Linked DNA regions of Sus scrofa: region 1 is linked to region 2. A link is a contact called in public Hi-C data. All regions are on one chromosome and are shown on one strand. Each heading gives the region's core, a stretch centred on a gene start, on an enhancer-like site or on the middle of the called end of the contact. The rest is flanking DNA. Distances are from core to core; before and after follow the strand shown. Region 1 holds the start of TAAR4 (trace amine-associated receptor 4). Region 2 holds the start of VNN1 (vanin 1).

The links. A called contact is a pair of places that touch in the nucleus more often than the background predicts.
Region 1: a contact with region 2 is called in a Hi-C map of liver, with 6 times the contacts expected there. The contact joins the promoter of TAAR4 here to the promoter of VNN1 in region 2. A contact is called at or near these places in 2 of 47 Hi-C or Micro-C datasets (embryonic fibroblasts and liver).

Annotation. Positions count from the first base shown.
Region 1 is chr1:31,094,253-31,100,653 of Sscrofa11.1, reverse strand. TAAR4 (trace amine-associated receptor 4) reads right to left here and starts at 4,582. Exons shown (of 1, transcript XM_001924894.4): 1 at 3,680-4,582. The coding sequence starts at 4,582. The coding sequence ends at 3,680.
Region 2 is chr1:30,999,233-31,004,872 of Sscrofa11.1, reverse strand. VNN1 (vanin 1) reads right to left here and starts at 1,535. Exons shown (of 8, transcript NM_214133.1): 1 at 1,303-1,535. The coding sequence starts at 1,515.

The DNA of each region.
Region 1 (6,401 bases), core at 3,333-5,832, 93 kb before region 2:
CTGAGCCACAACGGGAACACCAGTCTTGCTATTTAATACTATAAAATTCCTAGACTAGGCTTCAGGACAAGAATATTCATGTTTTCTCAATGAAAAGTAGTGTCAGGCTCCCTTGAAAGAGGTGTAGGTGTTGGTCAGAAGGAAAAGCTACTGGGAGATAGTCTGGAAAAAAATGTAACTTAAGAGCCTCAAGAACCCATATTTCCTTAGCAGTACCTGAGGTAAGGATTTAGAAAGTTCTTAAGAATTGCCTCTGTCTGGTCTTGTGATCTGAAACATCAACCACAGTCACTATTGCTGACAAAGGGCTGAGGATATGGTGGTGGTTGTTGTTTTCTTAAAGGAAGAAAGAATAGTGAAAGCAATTATCTTCAACAAATTTTTAAAAAGCAATTCTAGAACTTATTTAGAGAGCACAAGACTTCCTGCTCTTAGCAGCCCTTCTGCGATCCAATTAAAATAAGTTCAATGTTTATGAAGAAGAAAACCTTGGCTAGCCGTAGGCAAGGAGAGAGGATGGGCTTTCTTGGTTTTGAATTGACTTGGTTTTGAATCTTGAGATCTTGGAAAATAATGCCTAATATTTTGGGGAAACAAAGGTTCAATTCTAGGAGATACAGGGAGTGCTAAGAAGATTAAATGAAATTAATCATATTACTCCTCTGGAACAGCATAAGCACATCATATTCTTTTTTTTTTTTTTTTTTTGTCTTTTAGAGCCACACCCAGGGCATATAGAATTTCCCAAGCTAGGTGTCCAATCGGAGTTGCAGCTGCTGGCCTACACCACAGCCACAGCCACAGCAATGCTGGATCCAAGCCACATCTGCCACCTATACCACAGCTCACGGCAACACCAGATCCTTAACCCACTGAGTGAGGCCAGGGCTTGAACCTGCGTCCTCATGGATGCTAGTCAGGTTCATTATCCACTGAGCCATGAGGGGAACTCCACGAAACTTATCAATTACTTCGGGTTATTGTTATGAAAAATAAGGTTGATGAATAAATTGCTGCAGTCCCATGTAAACAGGTTCTAATTAGGGATGAAAGAGTCCTTCTATTCATGATTTACATTAAAAAATTTCCAATCTGTTAATATATAGAACAGTGAATAATATTTCTACACAACAGAACTTTTCTCTAAAGCGCTTACACTATTGAGGCATTACCTAACCTCTCTCCTCAGGGAGTTCGCTACATCAGCCGAAAGCTGTAATCTGAAAGTTGCAAATGTTTCTAAGTTGGTGAGTCATTTTCCCCCATATGCCTCTGTTGGTTTTGTCCCCAAGTTTCCCAACACAACCTTGTGCACATACAACTAAAGCCCATTAGAATGGGAATTAAATTCAGTTAAATTCTTCTTCACAGATAGGCATCTTCCCTCCCAAGAGTAGGAGCCCTCACTGTCCAATAGCCTTTGTTTCATTGTTATGTGAGTTTAAGTAACTCCCATTTTCCTCAAAGTTTCCATGGTTTAGTTATCCAGGGGATGTGTCCAGAGATCTTTATGGGAAGGAAGCATTCCAAACACTGTGGGATACAGAGAGGAATGATATAAAGACATAGGAGTTCCCATCGTGGTTCAGCTTAGAGAACCCGACTAGCATCCATGAGGACGTGGGTTCAATCCCTGGCCTTGCTCAGTAGGTTAAGGATCTGGCATTGCTGTGAGCTGTGGTGTAGGTCACAGATGCAGCTTGGATCCAGTATTGCTGTGGCTTGGTGTAGGCTGGCGGCTTCAACTCCAATTAGACCTCCTGGGTCTAATTGCTCTGGGAACCTCCTATGCCTCAGGTGTGGCCCTAAAAAGACAAAAAAGACAAAAAAAAAAAGACATAATCTTGCACACAAGAACCTTTTAGTCTAGAGGGGAAACCAATGTTTCTGTGCACACCCAACCCCAGTACAAAGCAGTAGGCAGTGGAGACAGGTTTGGGGCGGTGGAGTGGGCACAGAAGGAAGATGCTGGATAAGCTGAGTTTGAGATCTTGTTAGAGCATCCAAAAAGATACTCCATTGGTAGTAAGAAATGAGGGACTCAAATTTGGGAGAAATGATAGGGCCAAGAATAAATATATTTGAGGGAAATCTATCTAGAGATAGTAATTGAAGCTGTGAAGTTAGATAAAATTAGAGCAGGGCTTCCCATTCATGGCACTATTGAAGTTTGGGGCCAGATAATTCTTTTTTTGTGGGGATCATTCTGTGCACTGTAGGATGTTTAGCAGCATCCTTGGCCTCTACTGTTTAAGTGTCAGTAGAACTCCCTCTTGGTTTAAGAACCAAAAAAGTTTCCAGACATTGCCAAGTGCATTCAAGGGCAAAACTGTCCCACTTGAGGACCACTGGCTTTGAGAGACAGAGCAGTGGTGTGAAGGATGAAGATTGTAAAGGACAAAATTTGAGGGCAAAAGTTCGTGGGCTAGGAGAAGGAAGAGAAAGGGAAAAAAAGACACAGAGAAGAGACACTAATCAAGGCAATGAATATTATCCAAAATGCTGCAGGAGGGAAAGAACTTCAGTTGTGCCTGAAGTTAAACTTGGTGATAATTAGTATGGGCACACACACAACAAAAGAGATGGACATGGCACCCGTGTGTATACATGCAAGCCACATGGATACATAGATCGAGAATATATATAGAAGAACGAAAGAATACATTCCTAAAATCTTCCTTTACCCTTCTCATTTAATAAGACAGTCCAATTTTATCAAACTATTCAAACTTCACATCAATTCTTTTTTTTTTTTTTTTTGTTTTAGGGCCACACCCATGGTGTATGGAGGTTCTCAGTCCAGGGGTCCAGTCGGAGCTATGACTGCTGACCCATGCCACAGCCACAGCAACATCAGATCTGAGCTGAGTCTTCAAACTACATCACAGCCATGGCAACACCAGATCCTTAACCCACTGATCGAGGCCAGGGATTGAACCTGCAACCTTGTGGTTCCAGTCGGATTTGTTTCTGCTGCGCCACAATGGGAACTCCAATTCTTTTGGAAAAGAGATTTAAGTTAGAATCAATAAAATTGGGAGTAACTACAACTGTGTTCTTCCTTCTCCCTTTCCATGTCACTCATGTCCTCCCTACCTCAGCCTCCCAGTGTTCTCAAGCTCTCCCAACTCTGCTAAAACGTAACAACAATCTCAGGAAAGATTTAGAGAAACTCTACATGGCTATCATGAATGTGATGATCAAGTGTGTCTCTTCTTCTGAGGTTTATAAGAAAAAAAAGGAGATCCCTATCTGAGTTATGCTGACAAGTGGAATTCTAAACCTCTAATTTTAGAAATACAGCTATCAGCCAGTTTTGGGAGAGAGTTTCTTTTAATTGGAGCCCCTTCCCCAGAACCCCAGAAATTGACCACTTTGGTAACTCTCGTTTATCCAGGCCATGTCTATTGATTCTTCTTAGTATCTATTACACCAACTGGAAGAATATCCTTATCTAGTCAATCCGTGCTCCCACCTCTAAGGGGAAAGAACATCCAAGATTTCTAGCAGGAAAGGATTTTAGAGAATGAAGATCATTGCCTAAGTATGCACAGGAAATAGCTTAGGGTGGAAGAGTCAGGGCAGAAGATCATGCCTGAGACAATCATCCTTAATGCCTTGCGAAACCAAGGATAAAACATGCCATATATAATGGGGTTGAAAGTGGAATTGAAATAACCTACCAGAGGAAGACATTGTACAAATCTTCAGGAGTTGTAAAACTGATAAAAGGGTCTATGACCGTCAAGATAAAAAAGGGGAGCCAGCACAACACAAATACCCCCATGACTATACTTAAAGTCTTGGTGGCCTTGCTTCCTTTTATGGTTGATGCCTTCCTTTTGCTTGTTGACACAATCTGGTTCATCATAGAACCTGTGCCAATTTGTTTAGCATGCTTCCTGGCTACAGTGAAAATGTGTGCGTAAATCCCCACCATTACTGTCCCAGGGAGAAAGAAGGCTATAAAGGAGGCCAGCACCCCCCAGAGCTTATTAAATATCAACACACACAAGCCTGTGCAGTCAGTGGCTGCAACAAAGTCTTCTGCACCAATTATGTTTAATTCTGAGAATACCAGGCCAAAGGCAAAGAGGATGGGAACAGACCAACTGATGAGTAGAAAGACCCCTATGACAGGGATGGTAATTTTGGTGACATAACATAAAGGGTCACAAACAGCATAGTAGCGGTCCACCGAGATGAAGCAGAGGTGAAAAATGGAGGTGGTACAGAGCATGATGTCACAGCAGCTGTGGACTTTGCAAAAGAGATCACCAAAGTACCAGCAGGACTCAATGGACCTGATCATGCTAAAGGGCATGACCACACAGCTCAGCAAGAAGTCAGTGATGGCCATGGAGAGGATCAGGAAGTTGGTGGGGGAGTGAAGCTGCTTGAAGTAGGCAATGGAAAGAATCACAGCCAGGTTGCCCAGCATGGTCATCACTATGGCACCAATCATGACAATGTACATGGCACCAACACTCAGTCCAGACCTCACATTTCTAGCACACGAATTGTTGGCCAGAGCAAAGCAAAGCTGTATTTCTGGGGCGTTCCAAAGATCCGGTGAATTCATCCTATTTGTCTCCTGGGTAATATGAATCTTTGGCAAAAGTAGTGTGTTCCTTTCTTTCTGTGAAAGAAAGAGGAAAAACAATAAAAATCAGGGGCTGTGCAACTTTTCATAGAGGCCCTGCTAGCTACATTTTCAATTCCAGGTTGAACTCTCTTACGACTGCCAGCACTGCTTCCCAACTTTTATGTATACATCAATCACCTAGAGGTCTTTTCAAAACATACATTCCATTTCTGGGGTGGGAACTGAGAGTTTGCATTTCTCACCAGCTTTTGGAAGATACCAATGATGTTATTCTAAGGACCATCCCTTGACTAAGAAGAGACTAAAGACAACTGAATAAATATTATCACCCAACGTCTAAGTAACCCAGTTAAACCACCCGAGTAATCCAGGTAAGTGCAGGTTCTGATTGTACTAATGCGTAGTCCTTACTCAGGATACTGAAACCCTAGTCAGATCATGATTTTCCCCTGTCCCACCTGTATTAATGAATTTGCTGGATGAAAGCCCCTCAAAATTACCAGGACCTGGGGAACAGTTATGCAATGTTCAGCTTACCTGATACTTAGTATCTAAAGACTGTGCTTCTTTTTTTTAATTGCACTTGTGGATATTTTAAAATGTTTTGGGTCCTGCCACTTAATACTTACTCTTTAGGGAAATAGTTTTCTCTCATTGTGACAGTAGAGATTTTAGGATTTAGAGCAATATACATAAACTAAAATATGATAAAGCCTACACCATTATACAGGAATTATCTAAAAAAAGGGGGAGAAATATCTCAAATGATAGCTTGGATAATTCTCCTGGATTATCCCCTTTCATTTGGCAGCTGCATTTATTTATGAACCCAAATTCAGGGTGAAGACATCTTGTCCACAGGTTCCAAATCTCACACTGGTAACAAATTGGACATATGGAGTGCTCGTTGTTTAGGCTATCACTTTATATAACTTATGCTGTTGTCCTTAAAATGTGAAAATAATGGACTGACTCACCCAGAGTATGACATGGGTGTGATTTGTTTTTCCAGGGCCAGGACTGGAAAAACAATCTGATGACCAATGGCAAGCATTAGTGAGATCTAAGGCCAGGTTGGAGAGTGGACTTTGGCCTGAGAATAGATTAAATCTCCCTGGTCTGTTGAGAAAATGCTCCCACAAGCATGTCCTTGCCAGATTTACTTGGGAAAGATATTAATGAGAGTACACGTACCTTAAAAATAATACTTAACAGTATTTGCTACTAGACTCAGCAATTTTTCCCGATGAGTATAATTTGAAATCTTAATGTTATGTCACATTTTATTTGCTCTGGGTGTAGTGATTTAAGTTCTCATATCAGCATAGTTTTTTCCCATTTTTAAAAATGTTATTGAAATATAGTTGATTTGTAATGTTGTGATAATTTATGCTGTACAATAAAGTGATACAGTTATAAATATACACACATCCATTCTTTTTCAGATTCTTTTCCCATATAGATTATCACAGAATATTGGGTAGAGTTCCCTGTGCTGTACAGCAGGTCCCTGTTGGCCAATCATTCCATATGCCACAGTGTAGCATTGTTCTTAAGATATATTTTAACTATACCAATCAAGTATTATACAATTGACTTGAACTTGAGAAACTACAACAGAGAGCAAAATGTAAGAGCGGCAACGACTTCTTCAACTGCTTTATACACTGCAGACTATCTTTTTTGGAAAACATAGCACGAATTATTTCATTACTTTTCACTTTGGTTCCTAGGCTCTAACATGCTGAATAGAATGAAATCTTAAACACTTAACTACCTTCTTTAATAAATTAAC
Region 2 (5,640 bases), core at 286-2,785:
CCAGGCCCAGAGGTACAACCTGAGCTCACCTGGGTGCCTTTGGTGGAGAATCACCCTGAAAGCTGCTGTGTGGCCTTCGAGAAAATACTTGGACTAAAGATGAAAAAGAATCTCAGAATTCTTTTTTTATTCTTTCCTTTTCTTTTTTGGCCTCCCGGGGCATATGAAGTTCCCATGCCTGGGATTAGATCCGAGCTGCAGTTGCAACCTAGGCTTCAGCTGCCTCAACAGGGGATCCCTAACCCACTGTGCCTGTGTCCCAGTGCTGCAGAGATGCTGTTGATACCACAGAGCCACAGCAGGAACTCCAGCATCTCAGAATTCTATTTTTTTTTTTTTCTGCTTTTTGCTTTTTAGGGCCACACCAGAGGCATACAGACGTTCTCAGGCTAGGGGTCGAATTGGAGTCACAGCTGCCAGTCTGCACCACAACCACAGCAATACAGGATCCAAGCTGCCATCTGCAGCCTACACCACAGCTCACAGCAATGCCAGATCCTGAACCTACTGGGTGAGGCCAGGGATCAAACCCATGTCCTCATGGATACTAGTCAGATTCATTTCCACTGCACCACAACGGGAACTCCAGAATCTCAGGCTTCTCAACAGCCTTTTATTTCTTTGTATGTAGAAGAATGTATGTTGATAGATGTATGGTCTGTGCACATATCCACGACTCTCATCAGACTTCCTATTATCCTCATCTTTACCTGATCTACAAATAGCTTATTTAAACCGTATTCATTCAAATCACACACTTAATGCCTCTTTCAGCTCAAGGACTTACCACGTATTAACGGATATACTTCTGTCTCGTAATTAGAATAAAGTGAGTGTGAAGTATATAGTACATAGTGTTCATCTGCGACTTAAGTTTCATTGCTTTGGTGTTACATATTAAGTAACCAAACCTACAAACTCTCAAGATAAAAAAAAAAAAATACACTGAGGCTACTAATACTCGAAGAATATAACTGATCCCTGACCCACTTATCCTCTACCCTCCATCTGTAGCAGAAAAGAGCAACAAAATTGTTGAATTTACAGCCAGTTCCTCAAAGATCTGTTGCCACTTAATCATCACCAAGCCGTCCTTTTCTAAATGTTTTGCTTTCACTATTAGAGATGCATGATAATGTTCTGGCTCTAAGAACTGGGAAGGAGGACTCTGATTGTAAAGTAAGGTCTCGGCTCTCCTGACACATATGTCATTCAAAAGTTGAACCGACCTCGACGGTGATTCGGTCTCATCAGACCCCACCCTCTCTCTACCTAGAAGCCAGCACACTCAAGAAATTGTACCTGCTTTGCTGCTGACATGATTGCGCCCTCCAAAAGATCCAGATTGCGGTTCATTAACATCAAAGCCTCTTCATGGGATACTGGTGTGAGGGGGGCATCAGGCAATATCACTGCATGTTCATAAACAGCGGCGATAAAGGTATCCAGGGAGCTGGCTTTTAAGACACACAAAAACAGAATCGCCACATAAGCCAGCAACGGAGATGTGATCATGCTGAAGTCCAACAGTTGCTGAAAAACAAAGAGAACAAGCCCTGATATTTATAGAGTGAAAACGCAATAAATCACGTGGTTCCTAGAACTTAGTACTTTGAAAATAAAGGACAAAAGCTCACTTGAAGAAAGCTGGATGAAAACTAACAAGGAGCTACTGCACAGCACAAGGACCTATACTCAATATCTTGTAAAAATCTATAAGGGAAAAGGAGTTCCTGCTGTGGCTCAGGGGAAACAAATCTGACTGGTGTCCATGAGGACGCAGGTTCAATCCCTGGCCTCGCTTAATGGGTTAAGGATCTGGCATTACCATGAGCTGTGGTGTAGGTCGCAGATGCAGCTTGAATCTAGCATCGCCGTGGCTGTGGCATAGGCCAGCAGCTGTAGCTCCGATTGGACCCCTAGCCTGGGAACTTCCATATGCTGTGGCTGCAGTCCTAAAAAGATAAAAAAAAACAAAACAAAAAAAAAAAAAAACAACAAAAAAAAACTATAAGGGAAAAGACTTTGAAAAAGAATATATATGTGTGTGTTTGTGTGTGTATCTGAGTCACTTTGCTGTACACCTGAAACAAACACAACATTGCAAATCAACTACACTTCAATTTTTTTTTAAAAAGAAAGTCTCATGGTTTTACATCATAGACATGTGTATGTAAACAGATATTATGTAACAAATGAACTTCCCTTTTTTGCAGGGGTTCGTAAGGATCAAATATGAAAATGCATGTATGACCATTTGCTAGGGTTGTCCTAAAAAAGTACAACACACTGGGTGGCTTAAACAACAGAAATGTACTGTCTTGCAATTCTGGAAGCTAGAAATTCAGAAGAGGAGTCAGCAGTGTTGCTTCTTCCTAAGGGCTGTTTGGGAAAGACCTGTTCATGCCTCTGCATTTGGCTGTCTTCTCCCTGTGTGCACATCTGGGTCCAAACTTCCTTTATTTTTAAGGACACCAGACAATGGGTTTAGTTCCCACCTGACTCTGTTCTGACCTCATCTGAACTAATTATATCTGAAATGATCTTATCTCCAAATAAGTTCTGAGGTACAGGTGGTTAGGACTTGAAAACATATGACTTTCTAGAATTTATACATTTTAGAACTTCAACCCATGGCAATGTATGTAATTTGAAGAATAAATAACTTTTCAATTTTTAAATGATTATTACTATCCTCAGGTGACTCTTTGAGCTTCATACTTTGTTCACTTTAGTTTCCTCAAAATGAGGAAGCCAGGACAAGGGGGAATATAAAAGGGTTACTAGTTGTCTATTCCTATGTAAAAAATCACCCTCCAAAAGTAGCGGCTTCCAACAGCCGGTATAGATTATCTAACATTTTCTGTGAGTCAGGAATCCAGGGAAAGCTTAGCTGGGTGCCTCCAGCCCAGGGTCCCTTGCTCAAAACAGGACTGGGGCTGGAGTTCCACTTGTGGCTCAGTGGTAACGAACCCAAATAGTATCCATGAGGACTTGGTTTTGATCTCTGGCCAGAATGTGTGGCCAGAATTTCTGGCCATGAGTGTGACTGTTTAAAAAAAAATAATAATGAGAGGGAGAACAAGAGGGAAAGAGAAGAGAGGGAAATAATAAAAAATAGAGGAAGAGCTCACAGATTATGGCCTGGAATAAAGAGTAAATTTCATTTTATTTGTGAATTAAGTACTACATATTTTCAGATTTAGAGAATTGGTGTTTATGATCATTCATTTGGAGATTTCGCTTAGGATGGCATCTTTATAGCTCCATTTGTAAATGAGTATGTCTGATTTTTTTTTTTTTTTTTTGCTTTTTGCTTTTTTGGGTCACACTCTCAGCATATGAAAGTTCCCAGGCTAGGGGTCGAATTGGAGCTGCAGCCGCTGGCCTACACCACAGCCACAGCAATGCCAGATCTGAGCAGCATCTGCAACCTCCACCATAGCTCATGGCAACACCGGATGGTTAACCCACTGAGCGAGGTCAGGGATCGAACCCGAATCTTCATGGACCCTAGTGGGGTTTGTTAACCACTGAGCCACGAAGGGAGATCCAAAATTTTTTTTTTTTTACTTCAGTACTATAGCAAATTTATTCTGTGGCTGCCAAAGTAACCAAGAGACCATGTTTGTTCAGTCTTCCTACATCCAGCCTCCTCTGCTAACTGACCCCCTTCAGGCTTTCCAGTCCCAGGCAAATGGGGATACACACACCTCGCAAGGATGCTGACCTGAAACACGCTACCAGCTATTTTTCCAGCAAAGGTGGGCTTACTTGGCATCAACAGAGAATTGCCATTCAGGAGCTGCAACCACGGTGAGCCTCGACAAGGCAAGGGAAGGAGAATGCTTTTATAGAGAGGAAAAGGCAGGGTGGGGCAGCTAAACAAAAAGCCCAAGGCTTTTCACTGTCTGAGTCCTCGGCAGGAAGAAGGAAGGTGGTCTTCCCCCTTGTTTGGCTCCGTTATTGTCATGGGGCACGAGATCTCCCCCTTCTGGTCTCCCACAACTCTATTTAATTAAGGTTTCTATTTACTAATCTTGTACAAGGAGATGCCATCATGACATAACAATAAAGGACGTTCTGAAATGAAAGTTAAAACTGGAATGGGTCACTAAGAGACAAAGAGAATTACTTCTTTGATTTTAGTAGAATAAAAAGATTAAATAAGAAGCTCCTACAGTGTTCCCATTCTGATGTAACACAAGGCTCTAGTCATTGCTCAGACTTCTTTTCAGCCAAGAAGTCATTGCTCCTATCTCAACAAGAAAGAAACTGAACAAATGAAAAGCAGTAACTTTTTAGATATATCAGAGAACTGAAGTCACAGGATGAGTCACTGTGGCCAGTTAGAGAGACAGGCTTACCTGCAGTAGAAGTCTCCTGTTGGAGCAAGTCTCCTGATACGATCACTCCAATTTGTCTTGGACAAATTGCTGGAGGTTCAGTGTGGAAGGCTTGAGAGGTAAAAACTGGACAGGCTTGAGAGATAAAAACAATATTGCAGGGTGCCGCCGGGGGTGGGGGGTGCGGTATTTCAGGAGCCCAGCCAAGATCTCTGAAAAACCAATAAAGGAATAAAACACCTTTTGCTTTGTACAGAAGAGGAAAAATGCATCTACTTTGAAATAAGTTCAGGGCATTCTTTTCTCTCTCTCTCTCTCTTTTTTTTTAGGGCCACACCCACGGCATGGGGAAGTTCCCAGGTTAGTGGTCCAATCGCTGCAGTCTACACCACAGCCACAGCAATGCCAAATCCAAGCTGCATCTGCAGTCTACACCACAGCTCAGGGCAAAGCCAGATGCTTAACCCACTGAGAGGGGCCAGGGATCGAACCCACATCCTCATGGATACTACTTGGGTTTATTACCACTGAGCCACAGTGGGAATTCCTGAATTCTTTTCTCTTAACCAAAGCCTGCCTTCGGTGGAAACAATTTACTAGAGCCTAACCTTCCTAGGAGACAGGAAAAAAAAAAAATCCCATCTTTAACCTTTTAACCCCCTGTAGCCTGCCAGTCCCAGCTACGGGGAAAGAGAAGAACGAGGTCACAGCCCAGGGGCACAAGCCCATTACAAGGTGGAGATTTAATCACTAGGCTATATAACCCTTTCCTCCTCCCAGATTTACTACTACATCAACCTGGCATTTCTTTTCTTTTTCTTTTTTTTTTTAGGGCTGCAGCTGCGACCTACGCCACAGCTTGTATCAACACCAGATCCTTAACCCATTGAGTGAGGCCAGGGATCAAATCTGTTAGAGTGGGCAGATAGGCATCAGCAGAGAAGGGGTCCTGGGGCCAGATAGCAGGAAACCACGCATCACACAAATGTGTTCATGGGTGGACAAAGAAAAGCCGGAACCACCAGACTGATAGGAAATCACACATTTTTGGGGTGATAAGTGCCCAGGCTGCAGACAAAGAAAGGTAGAAGAGGGCCGAATCTCCAGTGTCTGAATGGAACACTGTTGCTCATTATGCCCTCCTTATAATAAAATTATAATACAATTAGCTATGCAGATAAGAAGTACCCATTATACGTGGATGCCATGACACTTCCAATTAACCAACTAAGGACAAAAATCCCTCCTCCCTTCGGGAAGGTGGAGCTGGGATGAAAATTAAGGAATATGACCC